Regions from separate parts of the Mus musculus genome. Here region 2 is linked to region 1. Evidence: chromatin contacts called from public HiChIP or PLAC-seq data. All regions are on one chromosome and are shown on one strand. The core of a region is the stretch at or near the end of the contact, and the rest is flanking DNA. Distances in the headings are between cores, read along the strand shown.

Evidence for each region. HiChIP or PLAC-seq counts read pairs in DNA pulled down with a chosen protein or histone mark.
Region 2: a contact with region 1 is called in a FOXA1 HiChIP or PLAC-seq map of pancreatic cancer cells. The contact joins two enhancer-like sites. A contact is called at or near these places in 1 of 15 datasets of contacts at CTCF or cohesin (the NIH/3T3 cell line), 1 of 484 Hi-C or Micro-C datasets (bone marrow-derived macrophages) and 3 of 115 datasets of contacts at active chromatin or transcription factors (cardiomyocytes, embryonic stem cells and pancreatic cancer cells).

Annotation. Positions count from the first base shown.
Region 1 is chr17:45,775,051-45,777,750 of GRCm38.p6, forward strand. F630040K05Rik (RIKEN cDNA F630040K05 gene) reads left to right here. Exons shown (of 5, transcript NR_152153.1): 3 at 1,108-1,368. Among named protein-coding and RNA genes, the nearest start is that of Gm46607, 12 kb to the right of the region's middle. Within about 2 kb of position 1,376, at least 22 of the 459 cell types and tissues checked have an H3K27ac peak or open chromatin away from gene starts, as enhancers often do. A contact at or near this core is called in pancreatic cancer cells, where this site is marked.
Region 2 is chr17:45,956,975-45,959,674 of GRCm38.p6, forward strand. No RefSeq gene overlaps it. Among named protein-coding and RNA genes, the nearest start is that of Gm36122, 9.5 kb to the left of the region's middle. Within about 2 kb of position 1,282, at least 57 of the 459 cell types and tissues checked have an H3K27ac peak or open chromatin away from gene starts, as enhancers often do. A contact at or near this core is called in pancreatic cancer cells, where this site is marked.

The sequences.
Region 1 (2,700 bases), core at 126-2,625:
ACCACCACCTCCACCACCACCACCACCACCACCACCACCACCACCACCTCCTCCTCCTCCTCCTCCTTCACCACCTCCACCACCTCAATTACACAAGGGCTGGAGCACAGGCTAGAGTTTATCACCGACATCAGGCAACTCACATCCATCTCTGACTCCAGCTCTAGGGGATCCAACACCCTGTTTTGACCTCTGAAGGCACTCCCACACATATATACATACACACACATATCTTCACACATGCACACACACACACACACACACACACACACACACAAATGAAGAAAAGGTCTTAAAAAATAAAAAGTTACAGTACTATCCCAGTGTGTCTTAGTGAGTAGTGATGCTCAGAGTATGGTGGGCTTTGTGCTGGTTTTCGAGTCTACTTGTGTTTATAATGGAGTAGACGACAGTTGACCAACTTCCCTTTGGGAAACATTAGTAGAGGCTCTTTGAGAACTAATTGCTTTAATTGCTTTCCAATGTCTTCAAATCTCTCTCTCTCTTTCCAAGATTTATTTTTATTTTATGCATATGAGTGTTTGTGGATCTGCATGCATATGTGTACGCTGTGTGCACAGTGCCCGTGGAGGCCAGAAGAGGGCGTCGGGTCCCTCTTAAACTGGAGTCATAGATGACTTTGCGCTGCCACACGGTGGTGGGAGCTGAACCAGGTCCTCTGCAAGAGCTCTACGGCCTCTCGACTGCCGGAGCCATCTTTCTAGATGCCATCCTCTGTCTTATTTTATCTGGTCTTGAATATAAAGACAACCCCATGTGGTCAGCAACAAGAGTCTGCATCAGCATCTTTCAAATTTCGTGTGCTGGTTATAGCATTGATGGAATCAATTTCTAGATATAAATAGCTAGGGAAATGGGGTGTTTTCTTTCCAACCTAGCTGTCTATTGACTGTCAGCTGATGTCCTCTGGCGAGGCACAATGTCTTTCTGGCCTTTGCATTCTGAGGATACAGTCCATTATGGAGGAAGGTTATGACAGCAGGGACCCGAGGCATCTGCTCATGTTGCACCCACAGTCAAGAGCGTAAAGGAAAGCTCTGATGAGTCGTACTTTCTAGAACTTAGTCCTGTCTCTTTCTCTTCAAGGCGCTGCTTCACTCCTTGGATGCACTTGCCCTAAAGGTTGACCGATAGCTGCTGATGCAAGCGCCAGAGATCTTGTCCTGAGGTGATGTGCTCGGAGGCTGCAGAGAACCCGTCTGTCTGTCTAGGTCCGTCTTTAAGATTAAGGAAACTTTCCCCAGAAGTGTTCCCAGAACTTGCTTCTGGGTCTCATCGGCCAAAGTTCAGCCACACACTCATTCCTGTAACTCCTAGTCGGGGTAACGTAGGTTCTTTGCCTAGCAGGTGAGTCATGGGTTATGTGGACTCTAGAGGAGGAAAGGGCTGGAGGGAGAGGTTGAAGATCTGACAAAGGGGCTGACAAAAGCTCTCCCCAAAGGGGAAGATGCCTGGTTGTGTTTATTTTTCTTTTCTGTTCTCCTCCTCCTCTTCCTCCTCCTCTTCCTTCACTTCCTCTCCTTCTTCCCTTTCCGCCTCCTCGTTTGTTTGTTTGTTTTGGAAACAGGGTTTCTCTCTGTAGCCCTAGCCACCTAACTTGTGCTGTAGACCAGCCTGGGGGGCGGGGGGGAGGCGGAGGCAGGTGGATATCTGTGAGTTCAAGGCCAGGAGTATTAAGCATTTTCTATCCCATATTCCAAGTCTGTGATTATGAACAGGAACTAAATCTTGTCATCTCATCCTCACCTTGTAAAACCTTTCCGCACGCGCTACGTAAACTATTTGTTTACACAAAGGCTCCCTGCATTTTTGGCCTAAAGTTGAAACCCCTTTTCCCTTAGCTCTTATCCTTTCAAGCCTATCAGGAAAGATGTGAGGTAAGACCCCGGCCAATGGGAAAAGGACACAGTCTAGAATAAAAAGCCGAGAGTGTGCTCCCCCGCTTCTGAGCTTGCCTTCTTGATCAACGGTAAAATTTTACCTTGAGGATACAAAAGGGGCTGAGAGTACAGCTCACTAGGTTCGTTACCTGGATTCATTGCCTTCCTCCCCCCACCTCCCCCATAAAACCCTTCTGAGCATCCTGGGATACAGGACTAGAGTGCAGGGAAGGACCTGGAGTTGGCGCTGGATCCAGCTGCCCTACAGTCCTCGTCCCTGGAGGAAAGGGTCAGGGTCACAGTCACTGAGGTTCTAGGGTGCAGAACCGGCTGAAATAACCCTTGAAGTGACATTCCTTACAACCGTGGTTACAGATTCAGGGACAGGAGGGACAAGGTAATCTGACATTTCTCTTGACCCATAGGTGGGCCTTGTCATTGCCCCCGAGACAGGGAGGGACAGGAAAGAGAGTTGTGAGTCAGGAGCATACCTGGGGGAAAGAAAAACACAGGAAGTGACTCAAAGCCTGCAGAGGAGACAGGTGACCAGCAGTCTGCGGGACAGACCCTGGGCAAGCCAGATGAGGGCAGGAAGCCCCTCTCTGAGGCTGCGTGCGGGTGCGCACACCTGCAGCTATTTCTGCCAGCCATGTTTCCCACAAATTCTTCCCTCCTCACCACAGCAGCCACTGCTCACTCACCCACAAGCCCAGCTGCCAGCTGTCGTAGTTCCTGGCTCCCACCCACCCCCTGTATCTGGGAGGCCCTCTCACCTATGACCCCAGAGGTCGCCACAGAC
Region 2 (2,700 bases), core at 32-2,531, 180 kb after region 1:
TCCGAGTTTATTGAGTGCCTGCTACTCATGCTGCTGCCTGGTGAGAGCATCCTTCAGGACCAGTTATCTAACGGGATCCTCACAAAACACTTTGGGGTCAATGTTTGCTTTCCCGTCAGGCCCATAAAGGAGGAAACTGAGTCACCGAGACATTAAGCAACAGGTTGAATGTCAACCAGCTGGCTCATACCAGAGTGGGGATCTAAACTATAGAAGCCCCCCTCCTCCAAAGTCTGTGCTCTGCCCGAGACATCCCCTCCAAGAGTGAATGCTCAGCTCTCTGTTAGAGGGAATGCACCGGAGTGGAGAAACAGAACGAGGCGATTCTGAGCCTCTGGGTTAAGCAGGAGAAAAATGACACAGAGCCTCGTGGAGACTCGGCTGTCTGTGTGGGAGAAAAGTTTGTAAATATATATATATTAGGCTATCTTTGGAAGAATATACAGGAAATCAGTAACTGGGACCTCCAAAGGGAACCTGAGTTATGGATGGATGAGAGGGTAGAGAGACTAACATTTCTGTTCAGATTTATTTCCAGCTTTTGGCTGTGCCTTGAGGTCATTTCACACTTACAGAAAGGCTATAAAAATAAGACCTGGGGAGTGGGATGGGAAAGGGAGGGTTAGGGCTCTTGCTACCCAGAAGATGGGAAGGAGTGGAGGATGCTGGTAGTCAGGAGACTACCCTGTCCTCTCCTCTTCCCCATGTGTTGGACTTGGGACCCCAGGTGGGCACAGAGCCTTTGTCCTGGGAACAATCCAGACACAGGGCGGGAAGACCAGTTCCCTGCCATCCCTTGGATGTCATCCTATGGCACTTTCCCCTACAGACCTCAGTTATTGTGACTCTGTCATCCTGCCATCTGCCCTGGGTTTTCATGGCAAGAGCCCTTAGGTCTAGGTGAGCCTCATTCCTTCTTGTCCGCACCCTCAACTGCAATCTTTCTGATTGGGGCTCCCTGAAGATGGGTCACATCGTCTTCATATTGGAGGCTTCTGGAGGTCAGGTTACACCCCCCATCAGACTGGGGTTCCTTAAGGATGGGACAATGTCTCCCTCAGACAAGCTCCCTGAGTGCAGGCTGTGTTCTCCTCATCCAGGCCTCCTCATACCAGGCTTGTATAGAGCAGTGGTTCGTGCCCCCTTAGCCTCCCCCTGACTCCTTTCCAACACCCCAACCTGGTACTTGTGTTCCCTCAAGCCTTTTGCCTATTGAAGCAGTGGCTGAAAGCCTGTATTGACACCAACGACCCATGGCCAGGCCATTGCATAACCACAGCACAGCCACGAGTTCCCGATGATTCAGCACTGAGGCCTACACAGCATTTATACCTCTGTGCTCCTGGACTCAGCCAGGTACCTCAGAAGCAAAGGGCATGAGCAGCAGGATTCTACTTCACCCAGGAACCTTAACCCCAGCACTGTACTCCAAGAGAAAGACGTATGCATTTGTTTTTTCTTAGCTGCCCAGACCTGGTCTTTCTGGGTGTCTGAGCTAGGCTAAGTGCCCTGCCTGAGTTCCAGGCTGGGGCTGGGCCAAGGCACCCACCTACTATCAAGATCCTGTAGTTGGAGCTTAGATCCCTCAAGTAGGGTTGTGGCCCAGGAGGAGAGGGACCAAGAAGGGGACCTCAGGGGCCAGCTTGAGGCTGGGGGTCAGCTGAGTAGTTCTTTTATAGACCACTAGATGTCACTTCCATTTCAAAGGAACCCACTGGCTTTCTTCAGTCAGGTCCCCCAGCCTCCAAGTCTTAAAGGCATACAAGCAAACTTCACCATCCCCAGAGCACCAGGACACTGGACAGCTGGCAAGGAAAGACCTCTAGGCTTGAGCTGAAGGCTCTGGGAGTTCCTTAGTAGCCCACCCAGCCCCACCGAGAACAGGAAGGGTGGAGCCCCAGTTCTCGTTCCCCAGTACCTTCATGGATAGTCTGAGGCTGGCATCTTCTCAAACAGAAGGTCAAACATGTGATTAAAGAAAAGGGGGTAACCATATGACAAGAAACAGATGCCATGCCTCAAGCCTCCTCCTCGGGCTGAGAGATTCCAGTCAGATTCCAGTTCACTGGGGGCCACGGTATCGATCCTCCTAGGTGGCTCAGTGGTCAAGAACATTTGATGCTCTTCCAAAGGACCCAGGTTCGACTCCCAACACCCCCATGGTAGCTTACACCTGTCTCTGACTCCAGCTCTTGGGGATCTGATTCTCCCTCCAGGCATGCATATGATACACCCACACACATGCAGACCAAACATGAATACACATATAATAAATTTAATTTAATTTAAAAGATTTTCAATAATTTCATATAAGAAGCTTTTCTCTACCCGTGCCCCCCAACACTCAGCCAACATCTCTTAGCTGCCTGACACCTGTTACGATAATTGATATGCAAGTATTTATTCCTTTGGAGTCCATAGTCGCCTTCCTGAGCTAAGTATCATTGACTCTCGTATTGTTGGTGAGGAACCCAGGGTTGCGGAGAGGCAGCCAAGACAGTTGTCCTTAGCTCTCTTGCTGGCCCACCTCTGCTCCAGCTCCCACTGAGCGGGAGCCTAGCTGTCTACAGCTCACATGACTGTTAACAATCATCACTTTTAGCGCTCATTCAGGGGCTTCCAAGTTGGTTCGCCTGTCAGCCTCACCAGAGGAGTTTTGAAATGGTCAATTTCCCTAATTGGGCACCTGTCGCTCTCCTG